Regions from separate parts of the Mus musculus genome. Here region 2 is linked to region 1. Evidence: chromatin contacts called from public promoter capture Hi-C data. All regions are on one chromosome and are shown on one strand. Each heading gives the region's core, a stretch centred on a gene start, on an enhancer-like site or on the middle of the called end of the contact. The rest is flanking DNA. Distances are from core to core; before and after follow the strand shown. Region 1 overlaps Fndc3b (fibronectin type III domain containing 3B). Region 2 overlaps Pld1 (phospholipase D1).

Region 1 (3,000 bases), core at 144-2,643:
TATGACTTCATCATAATTTCCTCAAATATGAGTGTAGAGGGCAGAGTTCTGTGGTGTGCACCTGTAATCTCAGCACTGAAGGATCAAGAGGATCACTGTGAACTTGAAGCCCCTGGTCCGCTCTGTGGCTGTCCTACAGTCCTACAGAGGACTATATAGCCAGCCTTAGTTCAAAACAAGGTGGGAGGCGGGGAGAAGGTGGGGGTGGGGGGGAGACACGCAAGCAAATTTTGGTGTCTCTTACCCAAAATTAATTAATTAAATCTTCACTTGTAGGTGATAGTGGTAAAGCATTTGAGAAACAAGCCCAAGTGACTAAACACAAACAGACAAAAGGAACTGAAGAGAAGGCTCAGGGGTAGGAGTGCTTCATGCAAGCATCAGGATCAGAGTTCAAATCCCCAGATCCACCTAAAAGCCTGCTGCGGCCACAGGCTCCTGTAACCACAGCACAATGGGAGGTGGGACAGGAGGACTGTTGTGTTTGTGGCTGCCAAGCCAGCTCCGGGTTCAGGGAGGGTCCCTGTCTTAAGAGAATAAAGCAGACAGTGGCCTCCACCCCAGATATATATGTGTGCATACACACATTCACAAATGAAACACTCTACTCCTGGAGTTGAAATATATTTCTTTTCTTTACATCTTGTGTGGAAAACAACTTGATACAAACGAAACACTCTTACACATTAACCTTTCTTCCCGTTGTCATGAAGGATGTACAACCAACCAGGCCAGCCTGGCAGCTAAGACAAGCTCCCTCTGAGGAGGGGACCAATGACATCAGAGCATTAGAGACCACTTCTGTGGGGTGCTGCCTGTGTCATACACATCCACACAGGAAAGGGATCTTAACCACTCGCACCCATGTCCTTCTGCACTGTGACCAGGTCCCTGTGCAGGAACACAAATGATCCTTGGGTGGTGATCCTTACAGCATCCACACGGGCTTTTTGTCCACACAAACTTTACAAGGACAGAACCCAGCAAGGCCTCACTACAGACTCTGTCCTCAACTCACCTCCCATGAACTCACTTTCTAAAGATGGAGTACAGAGCTAAGTACTTCTAACAAAGGAAGCATTTAAGGCTGCCAGCTTGCCAGGTTTAGCCTTGGCTGTCCAGGAAGGTCCAGGCTCCAGGCTCCTCTGAATCTTGAGGTCACCTTTAATTAACTGCAGGAGCCTCTCTCCAGCAATAAGGAGTCCTGTATGTCCCAGACCTCTGGCTGCTTTGGTATAACCAACATCACCACACAGTTCACTGTGAAAACAGAGACAGGTCAGTAATTGGAATGTGTTTGCTTTTCCAGGTGCAAATTAGGGGTGCAGCATCTCACTCCACAAAGCAGCTCAACTCAAAGACACAGAGGTGACCTTCATGAGAGTGAAGAGTCTCTCTGGGGTAGCACGCGACATGTCTGCACACTGTGCCGCTTCACCAGCGCCTCTCTAAGGAACTACCTCCATCCTCCCACGCTCCGGTGTCTCACAGATGGCTTTCTGGGAAGCCTACTTCTGTCCTCCTCATTCTCCCTTCCTAAACTTAAGTGGGTAGTGCAGAAAACAACCCAGGAAAAACAGCTCCCTCTTGGGAGAGCTTCAGAATAGTATTATTTTATTATACCAAAACTATAAATTTTAGGTTTCTGGGCAATAGACAAGTTGAGCACATGAGAGGCCTTCAGTTTTGCTTGGCCTTAATATTCTGCTCCCTGGGAACACAAATACACACTGTTCCAAGCCCAGTGAAACATGCGAAATAATAAACGTGGAACCAGGTATGATTGCTTTGGTGGGATTACATGCCTGCCATCCCAACACCTCAGAGGCCAGAGGCTGAAGCAGAAGCATCAAGAGTCTGAAATTACCCTAGGCCATAAAGCAAGTTCTAAGCCATCTTGGGCCATATGACAAACCTTGATTTAAAATATATATAATAATAGCACACACATATATTATGTAATATGTATATACATGTGTATATTACATAAGTTATATTACATATATGTGTATATATTATATGATGTGTATGTATGTGTGCGTATATATATGCATGTGTGTATATACATATACATATACATATATGTAATATATGGTTACAATTTCTGAACTGGGTCCAGTTACAAGAAAAAACTTTTTAATCAAAGGCCACATTTTTAGCAAACAGAAATTTTCTAAATCAGCAATCTGAGTTGGGGAAAGTCCACAAACCTTTTTGAGAACTTTGATTTTTCTAAAATAGTAATAGATGAACAAATAAGTGTTTATTTCCTTGAGTTAAAAAAAAATCAACACAACGATAGGAACTCAAAATGTCTATAATTAGCAAGATTCTTCAAAGAAGCATCCCAGCTCAACCTGGGAATGCAGTGGTCAACACGAGGACCCTGCCTCAGGTTAAGTGCTTACACATAGCACATAGGCCCTGGGTACCATCTCAGCATCACCAAGGAAAGAAGGGAGGGGAGGAGGGAAGGGAAGGGAAAACCCAATTTAAATCAGCAGTCACCCCTATAGTCCAGAGAGACAATGAGACAATCTGAGTTTCCCAAGACGCAGAAGTCCAACAATCAACAACCCTGAAGAGGACATGCTGTGGAAAGTTGTAGATGTTCAAACTTGAGAAAACGATAACCTATCTAACATGATAGCACTGGAACGCACTGATCATGGCCAAAGAACTGGACATTTTCCCTTTAGTAATCCTTAAGCACAATGTGGCTGCTCTTCACACTCCTCCTCAACATAGGACTACGGCTCGAGCATCTTTTCCTATTGCTTGGAAAGTATAGCTTTCCTCTTGAGACAAAAGGTCACAAAAATGACCAGCCATGCATAAACACTCATGTGGTGGTGTTCGCCGAGCCACTTGATATACAGTAATGTTTATATAGAGTATACAATATACAGTTATATACGGTTATAGTCAAGAGAAACTATACCCACTTAGAGAACACGCTGTACACTACTGCCACACCCTATGAGTTCACCATTCCCCTAG
Region 2 (3,000 bases), core at 359-2,858, 280 kb after region 1:
TATGTTGGGATTTCATGGATATACCACCATGCTTCATTTGAGTGGTACTGGAGACCAAACATGAGACTTTGCTCATAGTAGTCAAGTCGTCTACTAACTAGGCAGTTTCCTAAGCCCTAGTTTGGGGACACTAATTGTGCTTTGACTCTCGTCATTTTCAATTTCACCTTGGATTTGTTAGAAGGCAAGATCATGACAAATTGTGGGTTATCTGTTACTTGGTGCAGAGGGTTAATTGAGAATGACTTCCATAGGCTCATGTGTTTGAAACTAGGTCTCCGGTTGGTGGAACTGTTAGGGAAGGATTGGGAGGCATGGCCTTGGCGGAGGACGTATGTCACTGGAGTGAGCTTTAAGATTTCAAGAATCCGTGTCCTTCCCAGCCATCTCTCTGCCTTATGCTTGTGGATCAAGATGTAAACTGCTCCAACACCATGCCCGCCTGTCTGCTGTCATGCTGCCTGACCTCCTGGAACTGCACGCCCCTAAGAACCTCTTTCTTCTCTAAGTTGCCTTGGTAATGGTGTCTAATTACAGCAAAGGAAGCACTGAGGGACACGGGAATCCCATACTTAAATCCTGTAGGGAAGGAAGGAAATTTTCTAGGTGAGAAGGGAAATTATTCTGGGCTTGTTGCCCATTGAGTTCCTTCTTCCATTGAGTGGACCTGGGAGTTACACTTTCTTCCTTCCTGTATAGCCACACGGAGGGGGGTGGGGGTGGGGGGGTGGGGTTGCCTGCAGCATTCAGGTCAGCAGCAGGACAGTACAACTCTTCTGGTCCAGAAGTCCAGGGATGTAGCTGAGCGTGACCTTGAATCTCTTATTCTCCTCCCTCCACCTCCAAAGTGCTAGGATGAGAGATACGTTCCACCAAGATGAGTTTTTGGGACATGGTGATCAAGGCTGGCGCTTTGTGCAAGGTTTGTAAGGATCCTACAAATGAGCTACATCCCTAAGCTGCTTCAACTTTTTTTTTTAACTCATAAATTTCTCTATAATTAAAGCTAAATTATCATGATTGAAAAAAAAAAGGACACATAATTGAAGGTGAGCAGCCTGTGGACTGAATGACTTGTTAGGCAGTCCAACTTGAGACAGAATTTGCTTGGAATTTATACTGTTTTGTGTAAAACCACAATGATGTAGAGATCTTAAACAGGCTGGAGAGAGAACACTTGCTGTTCTCTCAGACAACCAGAGCTGGGTTCCCAACACCCTCATGGCAGCTCACAGCCACTTGTAACTCCAGTTCCAGAGGATCTGACCGGCTCTTCCAGCCTCCTCTGCCATTGGCACACACAAGCGCATTCAAACATGTGCACATACACATAGAGTAAAAATACAACATAGCTTTTAAAACACTGAATATATACTTTAGAGAGTTTTAGACACATGTACTTTCAATTGTGTGGTGTAAATTCTCAAAATGAGGTTACGTTTTCAGGGGTTAGACTAGATTTCAAAGTAATTTGCAGAAGTTAAGGAAATAAGCCTATAAAAGTGAGAGAAGCAAAATAAACTCACCACACAGGAGGAACCCTGACAGCTGCTGTAGACCGGGGTAGACATAGCAACAATGAGTACCATTGTCCTTTCCGGTCATCCTGGCAACACGAGTCACAGATCAAATAACCAATGCCAGTTGGCAGGCATGGAGGGCAGAGGACAAAGCCCCATGTTAGCTCGTCCCTCTAATTCCAAACTAATTGCTTTAGCAGAGGCTTCTGTTTGGGTTATGAGTGATGGAAAATTAAACAGGTGTATACTGTAAACCTCATAATTCACACGTTGACAACCAGAAGGGCTGTGACTGTGAATAGAGCCTGCGGAGAGGGTGGGGTGGTCACTAAGCTCTACCCTCACTGGGCTGTGACTGGAGTGGTGACGAGGGTGGACACTCCTGGACTCATGGCTGAGGATCCACTGTGTGGGTAACAGTTACCTCAAGCCAACAGGGTCTGGCTCAGCGTGGGGGTCAGAGAAGATATTGTTTTACAGGGCAGCTTCTGCTGAGGTCCAAGCAGAAGTTGAGTTGCCTGCCTTCAAGTCTGAGTCACTGAGGATCAGGTACATGAGGAAGGACATTGCTTGTATCAGTGGAGGGATGAATCTGGTTTTGAACTCTGCAACCAAATCCAAGTCATAGCATAGTGAAAACCATATTTGCTTTCTATTTTATTATTGTGGGGAAACCACACCATGGCATACATATGGAGGTCTGAGGACAACTGTGTGGTGTTAGTTCTGTCCATCCATCTTTTCATGGGTCCTGAGGATTGAGCTCAGACCACCAGGCTTCCAGGCAAGCACCTTTACACAATGAATCACCATCTCTCCCTGGGTCTCCTTTTCTGAATGCCATTCCTAAGAAACGTCTTATGACTTCCTCTTTCTTTTTTAATATTAATTTTTTATTTTTAATGCAGAGTCTCATGTAACTCGGGCTAACCTCTTTGAACTTAGTATTTAGCTAAGGATGACCTTAAACTTTAATTTACATATTATTTTATCTTTTTCTATCTGTAGGATTGTATGTGGTATGAGCTGGATGTGCATGCAAATGTGCATGTGTGTGAGTGTAGACATTCACCTGTGTGGACACCAGGGGGAGAATCTTGGTTGTTATCCTCACCTTCCACCTTGTTTGAGATGGCAGTTTCTTGTTTTTCACCTCTGTGTATGCCAGGCTGGCTAGGTGGCCCAGATGTCTAGGGATTTTCCTGACTATACCCGTCTTCCCATGCCCCTCCCCGAGAGCATTGGGATTGCAGATGTGCACTACTGCATCTGGAGTTCTGGGGATGCTAACTCCCATCTTCATGCTTGTGTGGTGAGTGCTTACCCTTATTTACTTTTACATTCATTCATCCAACATTGTATGTATGTGTGTGTGTCTGCTACCATGTGTATAGAGGGTAGAGGACAGGTGGCAGAGTTTGTTTGGTTCTCTTCTTCTACCATGTGAGTCCCAGGGTTCAAATCCAGCATCAGGCGTGGT

Evidence for each region. Capture Hi-C pulls out chosen DNA fragments and counts their contacts.
Region 2: a promoter capture Hi-C map of pancreatic islet shows a contact between it and region 1. The contact joins two enhancer-like sites. A contact is called at or near these places in 4 of 39 promoter capture datasets (the 3T3-L1 cell line, hippocampal neurons and liver), 1 of 15 datasets of contacts at CTCF or cohesin (the NIH/3T3 cell line), 10 of 484 Hi-C or Micro-C datasets (3T3-L1-derived adipocytes, the N1E-115 cell line, cortical neurons and 5 more), 8 of 115 datasets of contacts at active chromatin or transcription factors (astrocytes, bone marrow-derived macrophages, embryonic limb bud and 5 more) and 3 of 9 other capture datasets (adipose tissue, macrophages and pancreatic islet).

The regions. Positions count from the first base shown.
Region 1 is chr3:27,697,413-27,700,412 of GRCm38.p6, forward strand. All of the region lies in intron 1 of Fndc3b (fibronectin type III domain containing 3B), which reads right to left. Among named protein-coding and RNA genes, the nearest start is that of Fndc3b, 12 kb to the right of the region's middle. Within about 2 kb of position 1,394, at least 21 of the 459 cell types and tissues checked have an H3K27ac peak or open chromatin away from gene starts, as enhancers often do. A contact at or near this core is called in pancreatic islet, where this site is marked.
Region 2 is chr3:27,976,618-27,979,617 of GRCm38.p6, forward strand. All of the region lies in intron 2 of Pld1 (phospholipase D1), which reads left to right. Among named protein-coding and RNA genes, the nearest start is that of Pld1, 39 kb to the left of the region's middle. Within about 2 kb of position 1,609, at least 34 of the 459 cell types and tissues checked have an H3K27ac peak or open chromatin away from gene starts, as enhancers often do. A contact at or near this core is called in pancreatic islet, where this site is marked.